Regions from separate parts of the Zea mays genome. Here all the other regions are linked to region 3. The links are chromatin contacts, called in public Hi-C maps. All regions are on one chromosome and are shown on one strand. Each heading gives the region's core, a stretch centred on a gene start, on an enhancer-like site or on the middle of the called end of the contact. The rest is flanking DNA. Distances are from core to core; before and after follow the strand shown.

The links. Hi-C and Micro-C count contacts between places; a contact is called where the count stands out from the background.
Region 1: a contact with region 3 is called in a Hi-C map of ear, with 3 times the contacts expected there. The contact joins the promoter of LOC100281512 here to the promoter of LOC100502176 in region 3. A contact is called at or near these places in 6 of 25 Hi-C or Micro-C datasets (bundle sheath, ear, leaf and 1 more) and 1 of 3 datasets of contacts at active chromatin or transcription factors (seedling).
Region 2: a Hi-C map of ear shows a contact between it and region 3, with 3 times the contacts expected there. The contact joins the promoter of LOC103633091 here to the promoter of LOC100502176 in region 3. A contact is called at or near these places in 14 of 25 Hi-C or Micro-C datasets (bundle sheath, ear, endosperm and 5 more) and 2 of 3 datasets of contacts at active chromatin or transcription factors (leaf and seedling).

What each region holds. Positions count from the first base shown.
Region 1 is chr1:28,901,977-28,906,368 of Zm-B73-REFERENCE-NAM-5.0, reverse strand. LOC100281512 (ternary complex factor MIP1) reads left to right here and starts at 2,709. Exons shown (of 11, transcript NM_001154430.1): 1 at 2,709-2,920; 2 at 3,426-3,489; 3 at 3,618-3,704; 4 at 4,079-4,195; 5 at 4,370-4,392. The coding sequence starts at 3,660.
Region 2 is chr1:28,975,287-28,979,835 of Zm-B73-REFERENCE-NAM-5.0, reverse strand. LOC103633091 (Calcium uniporter protein 4 mitochondrial) reads left to right here and starts at 3,087. Exons shown (of 2, transcript XM_008654772.4): 1 at 3,087-3,731; 2 at 3,882-4,549. The coding sequence starts at 3,189. The coding sequence ends at 4,421. LOC100384784 reads left to right here and starts at 1,505. Exons shown (of 1, transcript XM_020545722.3): 1 at 1,505-2,938. The coding sequence starts at 2,037. The coding sequence ends at 2,777.
Region 3 is chr1:29,126,874-29,130,858 of Zm-B73-REFERENCE-NAM-5.0, reverse strand. LOC100502176 (Heptahelical transmembrane protein 5) reads right to left here and starts at 1,367. Exons shown (of 3, transcript NM_001363210.1): 1 at 883-1,367. The coding sequence starts at 1,112.

The DNA of each region.
Region 1 (4,392 bases), core at 1,460-3,959, 230 kb after region 3:
CCTCGAGCATGTCTGTCGCCGGGGCATTTGTTTAACCCACCTCCACCCCCAAATGAGATTTAATTTTTGCGGATAAGTAGGGTTACCAAGGTTCCTCTTGTCGTTATAACCGGCACGCCTTCCTTAGGAAACAGTCATTGGCATCATCATTTGGATCTTAGTGCTGGTGTCTGGCCACTGCGAAAATCATTGTAGCCGAGCTCGCTGGGGATAGGAACTGCTCCCTTTCGGAGAACCGGAGATGCAGCAGCGAGTGGCTAGCTTACAGAACCAGCTCATTTGACGCACACCACACGCAGGGAAAAAAAAAGATGGCCCAGACTTGGCGTTCGCGATAATTTTTTTCTTCTTTTTGAGCAACTATTATTTGCTGCATGATTCACAAAAAGATGCGGCAGGTCCGGCGCTTGGATGTTGCTCACTTGCTCTGCGTCCTGCTTCTGGAACAGGGGTGGGGGCGCACGGCACGGGCCAAGCCTAGTGGCGCCAAGCGCACAGCAGCTGATGGCACTGGGATTAGGGCAAACCCCAAGGCGGCGAGATTCCGTGACAAAAAGCTACATGACGCCTGGGCCCGGATAGAGATGGCAATGGGTAAATACCCACCGGATATTACTACTCCATACCCATACCTACGACACAAAAATAACTCTATCGTGTCACCCATATACACTGGCGGGTATGAATTTACCCTCATACCCATACCCATATGGGTATGGGTCACCCATCGGGTCACCCGTACCCACAAAACTAAACATCTATTAAAATATTATATAATACAAATGTCAAGTATATCTATCTAAATATCATTACAAAATTTCTAGCATCATTTAACCATCCATTCAACACATCAAAAATAATTGGATAAAGTAGTAACACTATGATAATACTACATAACACATTACATGTTCCATTGCATAGTCATTAAATTGCCGTTAAGCCTTCTAGCCTAAAAGGTTGTTAAATATTAAAAAAGATGGATGACTAAAGTCAAAGTTCATACTTGGGCTAAGTTTATATTGGGTATTTTATACCCACGGGTTAACGGGTATGGGTGAAGGCGGAACGTTCTAATACCCGTTTACCCATTGGGTGAAGATTTTTGCCCAATAACAGACCCACGGGTAGAATATTTAGCCCACATACATACCCTAATGGAGTAAATACTCATTGGGTATCGGGTCGCGGGTACCCATTGCCATCTCTAGGCCCGGACGGTTGGGGAGGGGCACACTGCAGTCTGCCGATGGTATGGTACTGACGAGCACCTACCGATTCCAACTGCTTCACCCTTCGGCGTAGCGCTTGTCACGTATCCTCTGCTACCGTGCTGTTTTGCCAGCCATGTGTGTGGTCGTGGCGACGCAGGATTTTCCTTCTGTGCAAGGATTTTGGTAGAGCACAGGAAATCCTGCTTATACTAGCAGTTGCCGCGCGCGTCTCACTCGACGGTGTGAAAGATCTGTCGAGCACAAGAAATGTTCCAGTCCTCGGTACTCCAGTCCAGACATGAGGATCTGTATGGTGCAGCACCATCAGGATTCAGGACAGTAGTGCGGCTAGTGCCTGTGGCGACCTTGCATTTGCCACTGCGAGTACCGGTGCGTCACATGACCTGCCAAAATTTTTCTTTTTGGAGAGTGCAACAGAGGGCAGAAGTAGCAGGCTTAAGTAACAGTGCGCGTCAAGGCAAAGCTGCGCCTCTTTCTAGGCGGCGAGAGCGAGATGGCAAGCTCAGCGGCTTGGCCGGGCCGCCAGGGCGGCAGCACCAGCACCAGCACAGCGGTGGCCTGCCGGAGCCGGGGGTTTCTTGGCTGTCCTGTCCATGCAACTCGCTACCCCGGCACGGCATCAACTCGGTCACGTCTGTCCCTCTGCGCCGCGGCGTGTGTGGTCACGTACGGTACGACAGATAGGACGAGATCCATCAATATTTACCGGAGAGCATAGTGGGCCACAGGTCAAACGACGCCATGCATGCCACTGTCCTGTCCGGCTGCGTTGCTTCACAGTCCGTCCTTTGAATCCGCATGTGATCCTGCCCATGCCCATCTCATCATTGCCGTTGCCGCGCAAAAAAAAAAAAAACTTGCATCCAACAATGGAGTCGCCGAGTCGGATCGGATCACCATTTCTTTCTTCCGACAGAAACTGGAATAGCACAGCCAGGGATTGGAAACGGACACGAAACGGCAGTTATCTTTAACGGATTGGCGGGGGGTAAAAAAAAAAGGAACCGTTCCTTTCCTTGCTACAACTAACAAAGAGCAGATGCATCATTGTGGCACAACTGCACAAGATTCTGTTTACTGCTCCTATTTTAGTAATCGGATTTTCTGGCACCCTGATTATGATGTGACAGAGGTGAAAAGGTCAGCAGCCTTGGACGGAGTAAAATTACCTGCGTGCGTAAACAACAAGTAAACCGGGCAGATCTGCCCGTCTCGGCCTTGCATAAAATAGAAAAAAAAGAAGCTGGTAGTAAATGTTAAGGAGTCACAGGCATAAATATACAAGGGACTTGCCACAATAAATAAAGCATCGGAATAACCGGACACAGGACGACCGATCTCCAGCGCTGTTCTGATGTATAGCCACTGAAACAGTACCAGAACCACTGTACCTGCAGTGGAGTGGTGTGGTCCGTGTGACCGTGCGGAGTGGAGTGCCTCAAGTTCATCACCCTCAGGCCTCAGCAGGCCCCAGCCCTCGCACTCCTCACCTGTCCTCTCACGGCCTCTCAGTCTCACCTCACACTCACAGAGCAGGAAGGGGACTGGGAAGGAGGAACTCAGCCCAGCCGAGAAACAAAAGGCGAAAGCATTAGCAAGTCAAGAGGCTTTAGCAGGTGATCAACTCCTCGGCAACAACTCCGGCCCTCTCCACTTGCCGCGGACGATTCACCTGTGATGTGAGGCAGGTCAGGCAGACGCCGCGTCTCCTCTTTCCAGCCTCTCTACCTGTACCCCCCCCCCCCCCCCCCCCCCCCCCCCCCCCCCGCATCTGCTCGCCTTAGGTTCTTCAACCTCCAATGCGACGACAGGTTTCAGCGGGTTTGCTTTAACCAGCAGCGCTTCCGCAAGATATATATATATATATATAGCAATGGCGAAGGCCCGGTCGAGCTCTGTGTCAGCCCCCGCCGGAGAAGCTGTAGACCTGTATGTAGCCTAGCCCCCCCTTGCTAACCAGCGATGTCTCACAGCCGCTCCAGGAGGTGAGCTCCCTGCTTCTTGCCTTGTGCAGTCTGACGGACCCTGCGTATTTTAGCTCTGCGCTGCTCGCAGTATAATGTCTGGAGCATTGCTGCTGTCGACTTGCAGAAATTAGTCTTAGCCAAGAAAGACGGCTCTTGCATTTTTAGAAGCGGTTCTAGGCTGAATGCTCCCCCCGGGGATTTTTTTTTTATTTTTTTGCATTGGCAGCGATTCTATCAGAGTGCTCGGGATGGATAGCGCGGATTCCTCTTCGCCGAGGTGCCACGCTCAGGTAACTCTTGCGAGACTACCGCTTGCTTTCTTCAGTCTCCTGAAAAATATATCTGGTATATATCCTGACTAGACGTTACCTGCTGATTTCTGTTATGTTTTGGCTCTTGTTCAATATCTGTTGAGTAGAAGGATGCCGGAGAACTCAAGGACCAGAATAGCACCAGCAAGATGCCGTCCGGTGCTACTGAGCTTCCATGCTCCTTGAAGCGTGAGGTGAACTCAGATACCAGATCCTCCCTCCTAGCCATAGGTTATTAATGCTCATTCCACGGTCCGGACCTGTCTCAGCTAGTTTGTTTCAGAGGTGGTTACCGTTTATTTATTTTGTCATGTTTTCTTCCCCAAATGCCATATGTCAGTATAAGAATTTCAATACAGTATGTCATACCTCTTGGTGCTCTCAAGGATGGATGGTAAAAACCCTCATACCTAGGCACCATATCGCTTGCTTGGTCAGGGCGTGAGCTGAGCTCGATCCCGTGACCGAGTTCGGATGAGATCAAGCCAACAAGTTGCACAATTCATTCTTGTAATATATGTGTGATGGCATTTCTACCTTCTTCATATTTATGATGCTAGTTCTGCAGGTCCAAGTTCTTGAAAAGCGATTGAATGATCAATTCGTCATGCGCCGTGCTCTTGAGAAAGCTCTAGGTTACAAGCCTTGTGCTATCCATGCATCAAGTGAGAACTGCATTCCAAAGGTGAAAGTCCTACTCTTATAAAATTCATCTGGACGAGCTAACAAAAGTGGTGGTAGGGTACCATGTTATTCTAATGTTTTACTTCCACACCATGATATTATGTGTTTTTCCCCCCAAAGACAAGAGTTTGCACTTAACAGATAGCCTCTTTCTTTCTTGCATGTCATCTCTCAGCCGACTGAGGAGCTAATAAAGGA
Region 2 (4,549 bases), core at 1,838-4,337, 150 kb after region 3:
ATGTTACATGGGGAATTATAATAAACTTCGAAAAAGTGAAATCACATGGTGAAGGTACACAAGTTAAAACAATAATCTCATTCCAATCTATTCCTCTAATCTGATTCTCTATTTTGTTTATATGTTCAGAATATAGATTACCTACCTGTTCAGTAATGTATTCCATGACATGATTTATTCAGAATTTAGAATACAGAATTGATCCGACCTGTTTTAAAAAACAAACAGAGCTGAGAGTAACCTAGTGTTGGTTCTTACAAAGCAATCGGAGTAGTGTAACATCAAGAAAACACAATTTATGAGAGCAAGTGTAGTAGAGCCAACATAGTCATAAGCTAAGAAGTCATGTCATAGTGGAGATACGTGATGACATAGCTAACGTGGATATTGGCTTTGAAGAAGATTTAAATTTTCCAACAGCAACCCCATTAATTAGATCAAAAGGGCATATACAAAACTAATTTCTTACAATAAAATTTATAGCAGGACCGTAGGACAGAATTTCTTACAAAATTAATATGTTCCTTAAAAAGTTTATGCTACTTAACTTTTAGAAACTAATTTTATCCCCATTAATTAGATAAAAAAAGGCATACACAAAACTTTACGTACACATCCCAAGCAACAGGAACCAGACAAACAAAAAATGTGACCGTCGCTTCATCATATTCAAGCTTATAATGCTCAAGAATAACTTCTACCAACCTGACTCTGAATGGTACCAACATCAATGCAGCAAGTGGATAAAATCATTGTCTATAAACTATAGGTAACAACAAAAGAAGACGCACAGATAAATAAAACGTTGTCTTAAATGAGAAGGCAATCAAACAAAAGGCTATTTCTTAGTTGCTTGAAGGAGCATTGTGTATTCCAAAGGAAAAGCACAAGAATCAGAGAAATCTAAACTGTCTTATGAACCCGAACGACAAAGTTATGATGCAACAGAGGAAAAAGAACAACAACATCTCTATACTGCAAGTGGTCAGTGTACCTATGGTAATCAGCTAAGGATAAAATTGCCCTAGTACAACATCAATTAGGCTGGCACTGAAAGTAAATGCTTTTTTAATAGCATTTAAAACTGTGGCCCCAGACAGTAAACACCCCTTAGTGCTAAGTATGCCCTACTGCAGAGGATATTAATCAATGATGCAAGTTGAAACGACTATATTGACTACAATATTGTACAAAAATAGTTAAGAAATATATTGCATGTGCGGTTGTGAGAGAACCTATGGGTCAAGTGACCTCTAGAAAATAGATTCGCCGGATAAGATGGTATTCTATTAGCAATTATACCACATTAACACATAACACATCCAAGGACCAAAACAATATCTGAGAAATAAAACATATAAGGATGAGCAAACTACCACAAAGCAACATAAGCTAGAGAAGTTAGAAAAAATTAGTGCTATTTAGACAACCGAACACAAAGCACAACCAATATAACATAGGATCTTTCCAAGTGCATAACCAGAGAAAACACAGAAGATAGAACAATATTATGCTTCAGTTGCAAATAAATTTCCGTCGTTCAGCACAACATAGGGTTCCCCATGAGGTTGTTCAGCACAACCGACTTGCCAGCTTCCTGCACAGAAAAGGAGCAGAAAAGATTAAGCCAGATCGGAAAGAGATGGAGGTGAGAGGGATCAAGCACGCATGGTGGACGGTAGGCACTTACGATGTTACCGAGCGCGGCGGCATTGAGAAAGAGAAAGGTGGAGGGGCGGCGTGAGGTGTTTTCGATGGAGGGGTCATCGTCCGCAAGGAGCGAGGCGGCCTACCACATGGACTCGGAGAGCTGGACGAGCTCGTCGATTGCCTCCATGGCTGCCGAAGATGACATGTCCGCAGGGATCTCGAGGCTGGTCGGAAGATCTCGGGGTGGCGCTGGAGATTGGTGAGGTGCGCGGTTCGAGTGCGGAGCACCGAGAAATTGGGGACAGACTCATGGAATTCACGGGGACGCCCTGCTGCACCTCAACTCGAACAGCTTCGCGGGGACGCTCCCGGAGTCCCTCCCCAAGATGCGGCTCCTCCACAAGCTGGACGTCAGCAACAACCGCCTCTCGGGTGGCTTCCCGCAGCACATCCTGTGCCTGCCCAGCGTCAGGTATGTGGACCTGCGGTTCAACGACCTGCGCGGGCCGGTGCCGCCGGCGCTCTTCGACAAGCCGTTGGATGCCATCTTCCTCAACGACAACCGCTTCGACTTCGAGCTGCCGGACAGCCTGGGCAACTCACCGGCGTCCGTGCTCGTGCTGGCCAACCTGCGCCTGCGCGGCTGCATCCCGTGCAGCGTGGGCCGCATGGCGGGCACGCTGGGCGAGCTGGTGGCGCTCAACTCGGGCCTCCGCTCCTGCCTCCGGCAGGAGCTGGGCTGGCTACGCGAGCTCACGCTGCTGGACCTCAGCTCCAACCAGCTGCAGGGGATGCTGCCGGAGTCCATGGCCGGCTTGCACAACCTGCAGCAGCTCCACGTGGCGCGCAACGAGCTGTGGGGCCACGTCCCCGAGGGCGTCTGCACGCTGCCCGCACTCCGCAACTTCACCTACTCGTACAAGTACTTCTGCTCCGAGCCAAGCCGCTGCCTCAACGTCCGTGAGGTCGACGACCGCCAGAACTGCATCGCCGCTAGGTTCACGAGGCGAGTCGGCGGCGCTCTAGCATCAGCCTCAACAGTCGTGCCGCCTACACCAGGTCCATCTCGCCGGAAGCGGAGAATACGGATCTGTGGCGCCGGCATGTGGTCTCAGCTCCTCCACTGAGCCGGGTGGCGAGACTGGGGAGGGAGAGGGGGTTGTTGAAGCTACTGATGTGGACTACGGCAGTCATCTCTGCCTGCGCCACTGTTCACGGACACAACACTCTATTAGTCGAATCCAAACGTAAATTCGTGTCCGATGCACTTAGGCACACGTGGCGAGACGTGGTGGGCGGAAGCCCCACCGAATGCGGAGGAGCCTCCAATTCCTAGTGGCTTTTAACAAGAAAGAAGTAATTGCTCAGCCTCTGTGCCGCTGGTTATCATTTCTCCCAAGTATAAATACCACCCCTGTCCATCCCCACCTCGCTCCATCGGCCAGACACGTCGCGCCACTTGTGTCATGTAACACGAAACCATTCTTCTAGATCAAACTACAATAGAGCAATAGAGCTCGTGTCAGAGGCAAACACAAATGGCGTTCCACAGAACAATGGCACGCTGTCTATGGGTAGGCAAGAACGCAGCCGCTAGAGGCGCCGGCGCGGCCATTCCCAAACCTCCGGCTCCCCATCCCCCGGCACCGCGATCTCTGCCGGCCGTGGACGACTGCCCGACGCTCGCATTCCTGCGGCCGAAGCCGACCGCGGTCGGGTACGGCACCGCGACCGTCCCGCTCCCGGCGCACTGCTTTCCCGCCCTCCCCGTCGGCGACCACCTCTTCCACCGCCTCCAGCTCGACGGGCTTATACCTCCCGTGAGCACGGCGACGCGGCCGCCGGAGCTTGTGGGCGTGACGGTGGAGCAGGCGAGGAAGGTGGCGAGGGCGGCCGAGATGGAGGTGGCGAGGGCGAGGCTGAGGTCCAACGCCCAGAGCGTCGTGTCCGGGTCGGAATTCGCCGCGCTCTGCGTCGACATTGCCGGCGGCGTCGAGGGAGGCCGCCGGCTGGCCCGTGCGCTCGACGAGTCCGGCGTCGTCATCGTCCTCGGCGAGGCCGTCTTCCTCCGCCCCGACATGGTACGTGCTGCTAACTTCTAGCATCCGAGACACGGAACCAGAGGAGAAAGAGTAGTCAGAGCCAGGGAGCAAAGCAGAGCATCCAGCCCGGCCACCGCCTTACGCTTTACCTTTACCGCGTCTCTGATCTCTCCGTGTGTCGTCGTTCAGGTAGCGAAGGCCATCGGGAGCATCCTCCCCGTGAAAAAGCAGCTGCAGGCGCCGCGAGCCGGAGACGGGAGCGAGGCGCGCAAGCGCGAGCTGGAGGCTATGGAAGCTCAGAAGGCGGCGATCGACGCGGACGCGGCCGCGCAGGTGCGGCGCGAGCTGTGGTGCGGGCTGGGCCTGCTGGCGACGCAGACGCTGGGGTTCATGCGGCTCACCTTCTGGGAGCTGTCGTGGGACGTGATGGAGCCGGTGTGCTTCTACGCCACGTCGCTCTACTTCATGTCCGGCTACGCCTTCTTCATGCGCACGGCCACGGAGCCGTCCTTCGAGGGCTTCTACCGGAGCCGCTTCGCGTCCAAGCAGCGCCGCCTCATGCGGGCGCGCGGGTTCGACGTCGACCGCTACAACGCCCTGCGGAAGGGCCAGGGGCAGGGGCTCGTTCCCTCGCCGACCCCGACGCGTGTAGGCACGTCAGCCATGTACAATAGCGCGTCGCTCCGCCCGGACGAGGCCGCTTGGCTTGTGCCAGGGGGGCACACATGAGATAAACGTGCGTCGCATCGTCGACTCACCGTCTAATCGTGAAGCAACAGCTCTCTGTACAGATTCAGGAGGACGAGCCATGGTAGAAGAAGGCTCGTCACAACGGAAACTATATGTTTAACTAACGT
Region 3 (3,985 bases), core at 118-2,617:
GACGACAAGCAGGTCCGCTTATCGCTCTTGGGCGGCAAGAACTGCAGCAACGTTGGTGTCACGACCGCCATTAGGCCCATGAACAACGCCAGGCTGAGGTCCAGGGATGGAGGCAACGCCACGACCATCACCCACAGTGACTCTGTATCGGGGAGCATGAGGACGATTTGTACGCCATCACAATATATGAGCATTGTACTAGTAGTTCTTCATAGGGCTTTGTTCGGTTATTCCCATCCCACGATTGGGAGGGATTAGAAGAAATTTTGACTTGCTATGGATTTAAACTCACTTAATCACATCCAATCCACGTGGATTGAGATTAAAACGGACAAACCTAGGGTATTTTTCATCCTGGGTTTGCCTCCCTTACTTCCAAATTAGGCCTACAGTGAAGGAAAGGGGAGGCCGCCCTCCCGTTCAGCAATGCGCCAACTAGTTTAAAAAAAACGCATGCCCCACCGAAAGATGACTTCTTTAATTAGTTGGCGGTCGAGGTCCTTTTCCATGAGTTGTTTTTAGGAAACGTCCTTTTCTGAGTGATGAACAGACAAGGATAACGCTACCAATTCATACTTTCCATACTAGCAGAGGTCGACGAAGTCTAGGTTTTGTTGATCCATCCACAAACATGAAGGGGGCAAAAGCAGCCAAATGAATGAAACTACAAAATTCTAGATATTTCGCCAATCCGCAATGAATCTGGGCCCGGAAGCACAAGCAGGAAATAAACGCCCAGAAATCTCATGTACCAAACAATTCGACGCATTGCAATCAGAGTCAGGCAAGAATCGATCTCCCGTTCCTCCCGAGCTAGCTAACACCAATCAATTGGACCAAAGAACCATTAATGAAGGGGGAGGGCGGAGAGGGTTTACGTACGTCCAGACGTTGAGGGTCTCGTTGTGGATGGAGAAGGCGGAGAGCAGCACCTGCGGGAGCGGCCACTCGCAGCGGTAGTGGCGGTGGATGTACTCGTTGTCCCGCAGGTAAGCCGGCAGCGCCCGGTACTCCACCAGCCCGTACCGCTTCCTCTTCCTCATCCCCTGCTTCCCCTCCTCCCACTCCGCCTCCACCATCCTCTCCATCTCCTCCGCCGCCGTCGCGGCCATCGATCGTCTAGAGCGGGGCGAGGAGAGGAGAGGCGAGCGGGGATGGGATGGACGGAGGTTATGCGGCTTCCGTGGTCGAATATTCGCCGGGGTAAGCACGCACGCGAGGAGCCGAGGACGCGCCGGTGGTGCCGCTCGCTTCGTTTCTTTCCTGGGTTTGCGTCGGCCCGTGGGTCTCGGCGAGGGGGCCGCGCGACCCGTCCTCCTCTTGACCCAGCGGATTTGGACGGAGCCACGGAGACGGAGGAGGCCGCGCGATCGCTTTTGGCGGCGCGGCTGCTACCTGCTGGGCGCCTGGGGAGTGGGGCCTGGGTGTTTCGTGTCGATCGGTGGTGGTAGTGGTGGGCGGTGGCTGCAGTCGAGCACTGTGCCTCCCCGCCATCCGCCAAACGTCAATACGACAATACCCATCGACGTGCCGTCCAACGCGTGCGCTCGGTTTGCCAGATTAACTGCACACTCCCACGGATCTGACGTGCCGCGCTCGTGTGGCTTTTTTTTTTTGGAAAAAGACAGAAGCGTGCGGGGATCCCAAAATCATCGCACGCAAAAGACGTCATGGTCGCGTGTCATGACTTGCCTCCTCCCTCGACCGTACCGCGCGGAAATGCTAACGAACAAGACGATTATGATTTACAGAATACTTTTTTGTTTATTGTTGCCGAGTATCAGGAGGAAATTAAAATATGGGAGCAGTAGAGGAGCTTACATAAAGAGCGGGTCGAAGCGAAAGTCCGAGAAGAAATTTATCTATCATATCTTATGACTTGTCATGACTCGTCACGAGGTCATATACGAGAATCATACGACTATACGAGGACTAACGAGATATTATCCTCTTCCATCTGATTTGGATAGAAGGCTCAGATCATACCGTATAGAATATTTGTAAGACCCTGTTTATTGAATCTGCCTTTGAGATCAATAAATAGCACCATTCCTAAAAAAAGCCAATAGGACAAAAAAGAATACTGATTGATATATCATTAAAACTCCTTTTATATCCAGTCGAAAAATAAGAAGAAAGATATAACATATAATGATTTTTTCCTAATTGTAAACTTATAGAAAAACCTTTTTCGAAGAAAACTCATTTATATTTCAGAAGGCAATATATGTCTTTAAAAAACATATGGTAAAAAGAGTAATATGACACATGCTTATGTTCATACCATCTCAGTAGGTATGGTCAGCAGATCGTGCATTTGGTCGTGTAAAACACTGTTTTGTACTGTAGACTGTATTGTTTATAGTGCACTGTAAACTGTACTATTTATAGAGTGAAGTTTGAAATGAGAGATGAGGAAGAGTAAGTTGCTAGAGATATCATTAAAAAATTCTGCATGAACCCTTGTGAGAAAAAACTCATAACTTTAGGTAAGGGTGTGTTTGGTTCAGCTCTGTGAAAAAATGTTGTGAGTTGGCTTTAATTTAAACTCTTATGAATTTTCTATTATGGACAAACTAAATATTATTTTATATACACTTTGTTTAATTATATATTTTTAATCAATATATCTAACTATTCTAATATTTAGTTATTTTTGATTTGTCCCTTATGGTTCGGGTTAATGACAAGTGATTGTCAACAGGTAGCACTCTGGAGTAGTGGACAAACCAGAGTGTGAGATTATGTATGTGCAACCATGTCGGTCGCCTTGTGGGGTGGAGCACACGGACGATGGTCGACGGTTGAGGTGAAGGTCATGCGGGCTCGTGCTGATGGACCGAGAGTGGTGAAGGACGAGCATTGAGTCTTGGCTGACAGACCGGAGCAGCCGGGTGACCAGTCGTGGTGGCTGACACTTGGGACACGAACTCGCGTGACATGGTGGAGTGGATCGTGTTGCCGGCACAGTCGAGGACTGGCGGGACACGCGTCTGGTCGTGGAGGACGCGCACGCGGTGCAGTACTCACGACATGTTTGGTGGTTTGCGCCTCAAAACCACCCAACACTACGGATGGTGGGTTTTGCGGAGTTTGGGCCTCAAAACTCGGCGGTGGCGGTTCCAATGGGAATCGATGGCGGCACGTGGCATCACACTGAAGGGTGCGTCAAGGCGAACAACTTCTTGTGGAGCGTGTAGCCATCGGATCGAAAACCTAGGAGTTGGTCCATTTCGCCCCGGTGGAGTGGATATGCTCTATGTAAATAGGGACAATTTAGGAGATGGACATAATCCTCTATAAATAGAGGGGATGACTGGTTAGTTCAGCATTTCTTAGCTACCATTTGTTTAGGCTTCCTATTTTGGAACTCCAAGTTCTCTCTCCATGTATTCAGCAGTTGAGCCGAGGGATCCACAACGATTTTGTAACTGTCGAATGTGTTTGTGATCTGCAAGTTTAATCTGAGGAAGGGTCGTCGGTACGATTCACAGGTTTTGGTCACTTCTCAATCTCAATTTTGATCCTTGCTAAAATTATGTAGTCTTGTGTTCTTGGATTTTTCCGTTCCCCTTCTCTTGTGTATTTGTGGAGAACCTTTGAGTTCTTATGACATGGGTGCTGTCAGAATTGGTTTGAGTGGAGATAGACTTTTTGGATCACTTCGTATGCCCTCACGGTGCAATTCTTGGTCATGATCCGAGTTAATTCTCGTTTGAGTTTGTTTTGAGAAAACCCCACAAAACCCACCATTCTCGGGATTTCTGACATGCGCTTCAATTTTTTGTTTGTTCAGGTTCATACTTCACCAGTAAACATCCTCTACCCCGTGCAAACATTATGTGAAGTTTGAGAATTTTCTGGGCGTTTTCAGTGCCCGACACTGCCGCCCGTGTGCGCAACAATATCGATCCCCGTGACTGCCGGATCTGGGGCTGGCACTACCACCCTGACTTCCTGGTGTTTCTGACTCTATTTTTTCACA